Linked DNA regions of Triticum aestivum: region 1 is linked to region 2. Evidence: chromatin contacts called from public Hi-C data. All regions are on one chromosome and are shown on one strand. Each heading gives the region's core, a stretch centred on a gene start, on an enhancer-like site or on the middle of the called end of the contact. The rest is flanking DNA. Distances are from core to core; before and after follow the strand shown.

Evidence for each region. Hi-C and Micro-C count contacts between places; a contact is called where the count stands out from the background.
Region 1: a Hi-C map of leaf shows a contact between it and region 2, with 5 times the contacts expected there. The contact joins the promoter of LOC123091763 here to the promoter of LOC123091761 in region 2. A contact is called at or near these places in 4 of 5 Hi-C or Micro-C datasets (leaf and an unstated tissue).

The regions. Positions count from the first base shown.
Region 1 is chr4B:191,015,550-191,018,461 of IWGSC CS RefSeq v2.1, forward strand. LOC123091763 (metallothionein-like protein 1) reads right to left here and starts at 1,512. Exons shown (of 2, transcript XM_044513383.1): 1 at 1,241-1,512; 2 at 636-1,051. The coding sequence starts at 1,293. The coding sequence ends at 877.
Region 2 is chr4B:190,720,876-190,723,879 of IWGSC CS RefSeq v2.1, forward strand. LOC123091761 (glucan endo-1,3-beta-glucosidase-like) reads left to right here and starts at 1,655. Exons shown (of 3, transcript XM_044513381.1): 1 at 1,655-2,821. The coding sequence starts at 1,766. It also overlaps the pseudogene LOC123090055.

The DNA of each region.
Region 1 (2,912 bases), core at 262-2,761, 290 kb after region 2:
TAGCCAGCGGGGTTGCGATGACACCACGATGGAACTAATGACCATGGATGGATGTGGCCCAGCGAGCAGAGATGTCTGGCGTTGTGAGGCTAGCCGCCGCGACCGCGGGTGGGAGTTGGGGGCCGGTTTGCTGCAAGCCGCAAAGTCTCATCTGTTTTTTTGCGCCCTCATTCACTTCCCTGTGTGTGGGTGGTGTGGTTCTTTTTCTTTCTTTTTTTGTATGAGACGAAGGGAAAGACAAAGGGCGCAGATCCAACGGTTCCAGCCATCTCGATCGAATGTCTTTGACGGGGACCCATCTAGTGCCTGCGCCGGTAAACCGGCACAGAGCGCTGCCCAGAAACAACACAGCAACCGATCTTGCTTGCGTGCAACCTTTTTTCTTTTCCTTTTTCCTATTTTCCGCTTAAGAAACATTGAATGTTCTGATAGAGAGTAGCTAAAGATGCGCCGCCAAGAAAATCAACAATTTTGGGGGGCAACTTATTCTCGATCGAAATCTTCAGTGTATAGGAGGAATCAACAATTTTTGGGGGCAATTTATTCCTTCGCTGTATGCTTCATGTTAGAGAATAGCTGAAGATGCGCCGCCAAGAAAAATCAGGTAACTGAAGTAGCGATTTAGGACTAGTTAATTAGGTAAATCTTTCATTCTTACATATTCATCACTCCATCCATAGTGGAGATAGATGAAGCAATTACAGGGAGACATGCGCACACACATACACACAAGGACACCATGGGCAGAGCATAGGCGGAGAGCGAGCAAGCAAATCACACGCACACGCACCCTTGCTCGACTCCATCAGATCAGACGCTCGTTATTCAAGTATACTCTCACACCATCACACGTACGTACGTACGAGTGCATGCAGCTTAACAGTTGCAGGGGTTGCACTTGCAGTTGTCGCCGCAGCTGCAGCCCTCGCCGGACTGCCCGGCGGCCACCTCGAACTGCCCCGCCTTGTTCTCAGGAGCCACGCCGAGCACGACCACGGCGGCGACCTGGGCGGCGGCGCTGCCCTGCTCTGTCAGATCAGGGTACATCTTCCTGCAACGGGCGAAGGCAACCGGTCGGCGAATCAGATCAATAGTTCATCACCACAAAAGGAACTGGTGCTTGATCAGCTAAAGGGGTCACCAGATGAAGTAGTAGATAAATAGCACGAGAGTATTTTTGCAAGGAGAAGCATCCATTAACGTCAATCAAAAAATAAAAAATAAAAAAAAGCATCCATACCCGCACTTGCAGTCTGAGCCGCAGCTGCAACCGGATCCACAGTTGCAAGACATCCTCCAAATCTGTGAACCCAAAAAGATTTCAAGGAGAAGAAGATGGGCTTTGGTATCGGGGATGATGATGAGCACAATTGAATTGAATGGATAGCCTCCCACCGGCGCCACTATTTATAGCCGAATGGTGTACACAAGCTTTGGTAGCGTATAAGAGGAGGCCACGCTAGTCTAGCTAATAAGCTGCTGTTGCGTGGCACGATGCTACACGTACGCCGGCCTCCCGGAATTAGTCCAATTTCTCGAAATCGATTGCCTTAAGATAGAGACAGAAAGCTCTCCACTCGATAATTTTGATTATCCTTGAGGCAGTTAGAGGTAATTCCCTCCGTTGCATAATACAGGAGCGTTTTTTACATTACATGTGAATTTCTTGTACTAGTGATAAAAGGGGTTGCAGTAGCTGGTTAAGTTAAGCACAAAGACAATCTGAGCTGATCTTTCTGGTTGCTTTCTGAAAAACGAATAAAAAAATATCCAAGCCCACTAATAATAGTTTGGCACGCCAACAAATCCAACGTATGGACCTCCTCTACCTTCAAATCTCTCTCTCTGGGTTACATTCGCAGTATACTGTTCCTTGATGAAGACGTGGATGGTTTGTGTCAAAAGGAATAATGCCTAGTTGACTTCCCTTCCCTTCCCTTCCCCTTCTTTTGATTTCACACTATTCGACATCATTTTGTATCTTCTCGAAAAGAAAAGAAAAATCTATGATTTTCTATATATGACTTTCTCAACCGCAAGGCGGCAAGAAATGGGCCTTTCTTTGTTGCTTCTCAAAATTTCTTTTGCGGTACATCAAGTAGCTTTTAGATATTAAACAAAGAACCATTCATTCAATATCTATCTACAAATTGTAGGGAATAAAAGTGTATATTTCTATATTTTTTAAAAGAAAATATGGTGAACATAAGTACTTTCTTTGTTTTTGTTTTTTGTGGGTAACTTTCTTCTTATTTTACTAGTTCCCTCTGGAATTGAGAGGGGACATAACGAATTAGTACTTTGTAAGCATGGGTACACTTTTTTCTCGAATGTTAAGCATGGGGTATACTTGTACTGGAAGCAATTGTTTTCTCCACTCCAATTGCAAGTCCCCTCGCAAAAAAAAATTTGGAAGTCACAGTTTTCTGTTTCAGGAAGAGCCCGTATCAATCACAATGGTAGGCATTACCAGCAATGATCATTATGAAGACTACTATATGAGAACTACTCCCTCTGTAAACTAATCTAAGAGCGTTTAAATCACTTAGTATTTTTTTGATGATGCTAGATCACAACTTGTTTGTTTTAGTTCTTGTAACCAAGACCGCAACAAAACATCACATCCAATACGTCGACAATCTAGAAGGAGATATTTTATTTTGATGCGGGACATAGAAAACTTTATCACAAAACATTAACAAAGATTATGTCACATCCTTAGGTACTAACTAGTCCTGCACGTCCAAAACAAAAGAGAATTGAGTACTGGACAAACTCCACGGCGGAGAATATCTCATCAACAGAAACTCAACAAGGCCTATTGTCTCCTAGGAATCATAGTTTCAGAATAAATCTTCATATCACAGTTTGAAGACTTTTTTTAATGACGTCTTGGCTGCACATGGATTATG
Region 2 (3,004 bases), core at 405-2,904:
AGAAATGTGACATCTGAACTGTTTCTCGAACAAATGCGGGACTGTGTGGGATGATGAAACACGTTCGGAGAGGTTGGTCCAGACGGATGCGGTGGGTTGAGGGTCAGTGATGTCCTTAGCTCCCTTTCGTGCAGGATAGTGTGCGGTAATGCCATGAGCAGGCTTTGGAATCTCAGTTGTTAGCATCAAGCAAGTAGTTGGGGGTGTGCAAGCAAGGAAGGACGGGCTGGCCGGAAACCCCAGTAGTCCGTGGCAAGCAAAGCTGGGAGGGGAATGTTGGTGGCCGATTCCGTTGAGCTGTTGTAGCTCCCAGAAGGCGTGCGCCACTGACACAAGCAACGCGCACGCGTGGATAGGGTAGGGACGGGACGACGCGGTTCGTGCGTGAGCGTCTCTCCCTGCCGACCACACGATCTCCATCTCCGTCTCCGTGTACGTGCGCTGAATCTGCGGCTGGCGCCGGGCCGACCACGCTGGTGAGATTGAGAAGCGTCACAATCCAACCCGGTCAAACACGCACGTACTACTCGTCCTCCCCACCGTTGGCGACGCGGCAGCCAACGGTAACTGCCCCATCCACCGTCCAAATCGGTGATTATCCAAGCAATAAATAATCGATATTTTCCAGTCGGCGCGTGCCATTTTCCCATGTCCACCTCGCTTTCTTCGAGAGGAAGGAGCTGTCATCTTTGTCTCCTGAAACCACTCGGCGTGGTTCCCTTTTTATCTTCCTTCAGGCTGATCATGGTGGGAAGTAACATAGGTAGTAACATAGATGTCACATAAGCAAAAATATTAAGGTGACAAGTAGTTAATGAAGAGAGAGACAAATAAAGTAACCTAATATGTTATCATCACATAGCGCTTTTCAATACAAAATGAGTCTACAAGACAATAAATAAGCATGTGTATGTTACTACACATATAACACTTCCCACTATAAGGATAGTAACATAGAGTAGTAACGTATGCATGTTACTACTCTAAGTTACTCCCCACTATGACCAGCCTCAGGGGGTGTTTGGTTTAAAAGTCCTAGGACTTTTTCTAGTCCCTGTAGAAAAAGTCCCTCCCGTTTGGCTTCTAGAGACTTTTTAGGAACTTTTTCTAGTCTCTGTGACTAAAAAGTCCCTGAACCAAACACCCCCTCATTCTCCGGCACACCGATACGTGCACCAGCCGAATAATATTCAAAAGCTTCGAGCAGAGGCAAATCCCCACGGAAATACGCGGCCACTTGCGTTTTGCATCTTCTCCTTTCATATTCACTTTCTTCCATTCTTTAGAAAAGGCTTGGATTATTCATTCCAAACGCATGCTTTGGTTACTAGAGTACTAGTATACTACCCTCTTTCTTGCTGTTTCCTAGTACTAATTTCAACACTTTTGAGAAATGGTGCAAAAGCAAAGGAAAAAGGTAGTGTACCAGCCCCAAAAAAATAATACCATGAAAGATTTCTAAAATAAATGAAAGATAGTGAACTCGTGGGAAAATATATATGAAAATGAATGACCTAAATGTACGTATGAAAAAGACAGTGACACATGGCAGCCGCAACAAAGCCAGAAATAAAAATGCATTTAAAGCACAAGGGAATAAGAATACTGTAATGGCCAGGTAATGGCACCCACCACGCGACCTTTGTCCGTTCCTCTCCTCTCCAGTACTCCGCTCTGGAACCAGTAGTAGTATTTGAACGGAACGGAAGCCCCCGTTGCCAACTCAGATTCAAACCCGCAATCGACTCCACACTCCACCCCCGCGATGCCGCTCCTCCTCCCCCTCCTCATGCTGCTCGCCGCCGGCGCGGCGGGGGCAGAGTCGGCGACCCCCTCGCTGCACATCGGCGTCAACTACGGCGCCAACGCCGACAACCTCCCCTCCCCGACCTCCGTCGCCACCTTCCTCGCCACCAAGACCACCATCGACCGCGTCAAGCTCTTCGACGCCAACCCGGCCTTTATCTCCGCCTTCGCCGGCACGCCCATCTCCCTCGCCGTCTCCCTCCCCAACTCCGCCCTCCCCGCCCTCGCCGACAAGGCCACCGGCCTCGACGCCGCGCGGTCCTGGATCCGCGCCAACCTCTCCCCCTACGTCCCCGCCACCAACGTCACCCTCCTCCTCGCCGGCAACGAGATCCTCCTCTCCACCGACACCAACCTCATCCTCTCCCTCCTCCCCGCCATGCGCCGCCTCGCGCAGGCCCTCAAGGCCGAGGGCCTCACCGGCGTCCGCGTCACCACCCCGCATTACCTCGGCATCCTCGCCCCCTCCGACGGCATCCCCTCCAACGCCAGCTTCCGGGCGGGCTACAACACCAAGCTATTCCCGGCCATGCTGCAGTTCCACCGCGACACCGGGTCGCCCTTCATGGTGAACCCTTACCCCTACTTCAGCTACCGGCCGGAGACGCTCAACTACGCGCTCTTCCGCCCCAACAGCGGCATCTACGACCCGGCAACGAAGCTCAACTACACCAGCATGCTGGACGCCCAGATGGACGCAATCTACACCGCCATGAAGAAGCTCGGGTACGGAGACGTCGACATCGCCGTCGGGGAGGCCGGGTGGCCCACCCAGGCGGAGCCCGGGCAGATTGGCGTCGGGGTGCAGGAGGCGAGGGACTTCAACGAGGGCATGATTCGGGTGTGCAGCAGCGGCAAGGGCACGCCGCTGATGCCCAACAGGACATTCGAGACCTACCTCTTCTCCCTCTTCGACGAGAACCAGAAACCAGGGCCAATCGCCGAAAGGCACTTTGGCCTCTTCAACCCGGACTTCACGCCCGTCTACGACCTCGGACTTCTCCGGGACGGCGCGGTACGTACTGCGCTTTTCTCCCCTGATGATCCTTAATATGAACCTTTACCTGCCTGTCTTGTGTCCTTAAACTTATCAAATTGCTGGGGCATAAAATCCTTTCCTTACTAGTATAATGATAATGATTGGTTGATTGCATCGTATAATTTGTCTGGCCCTGTCTTACGATCGTGATTTTATGTT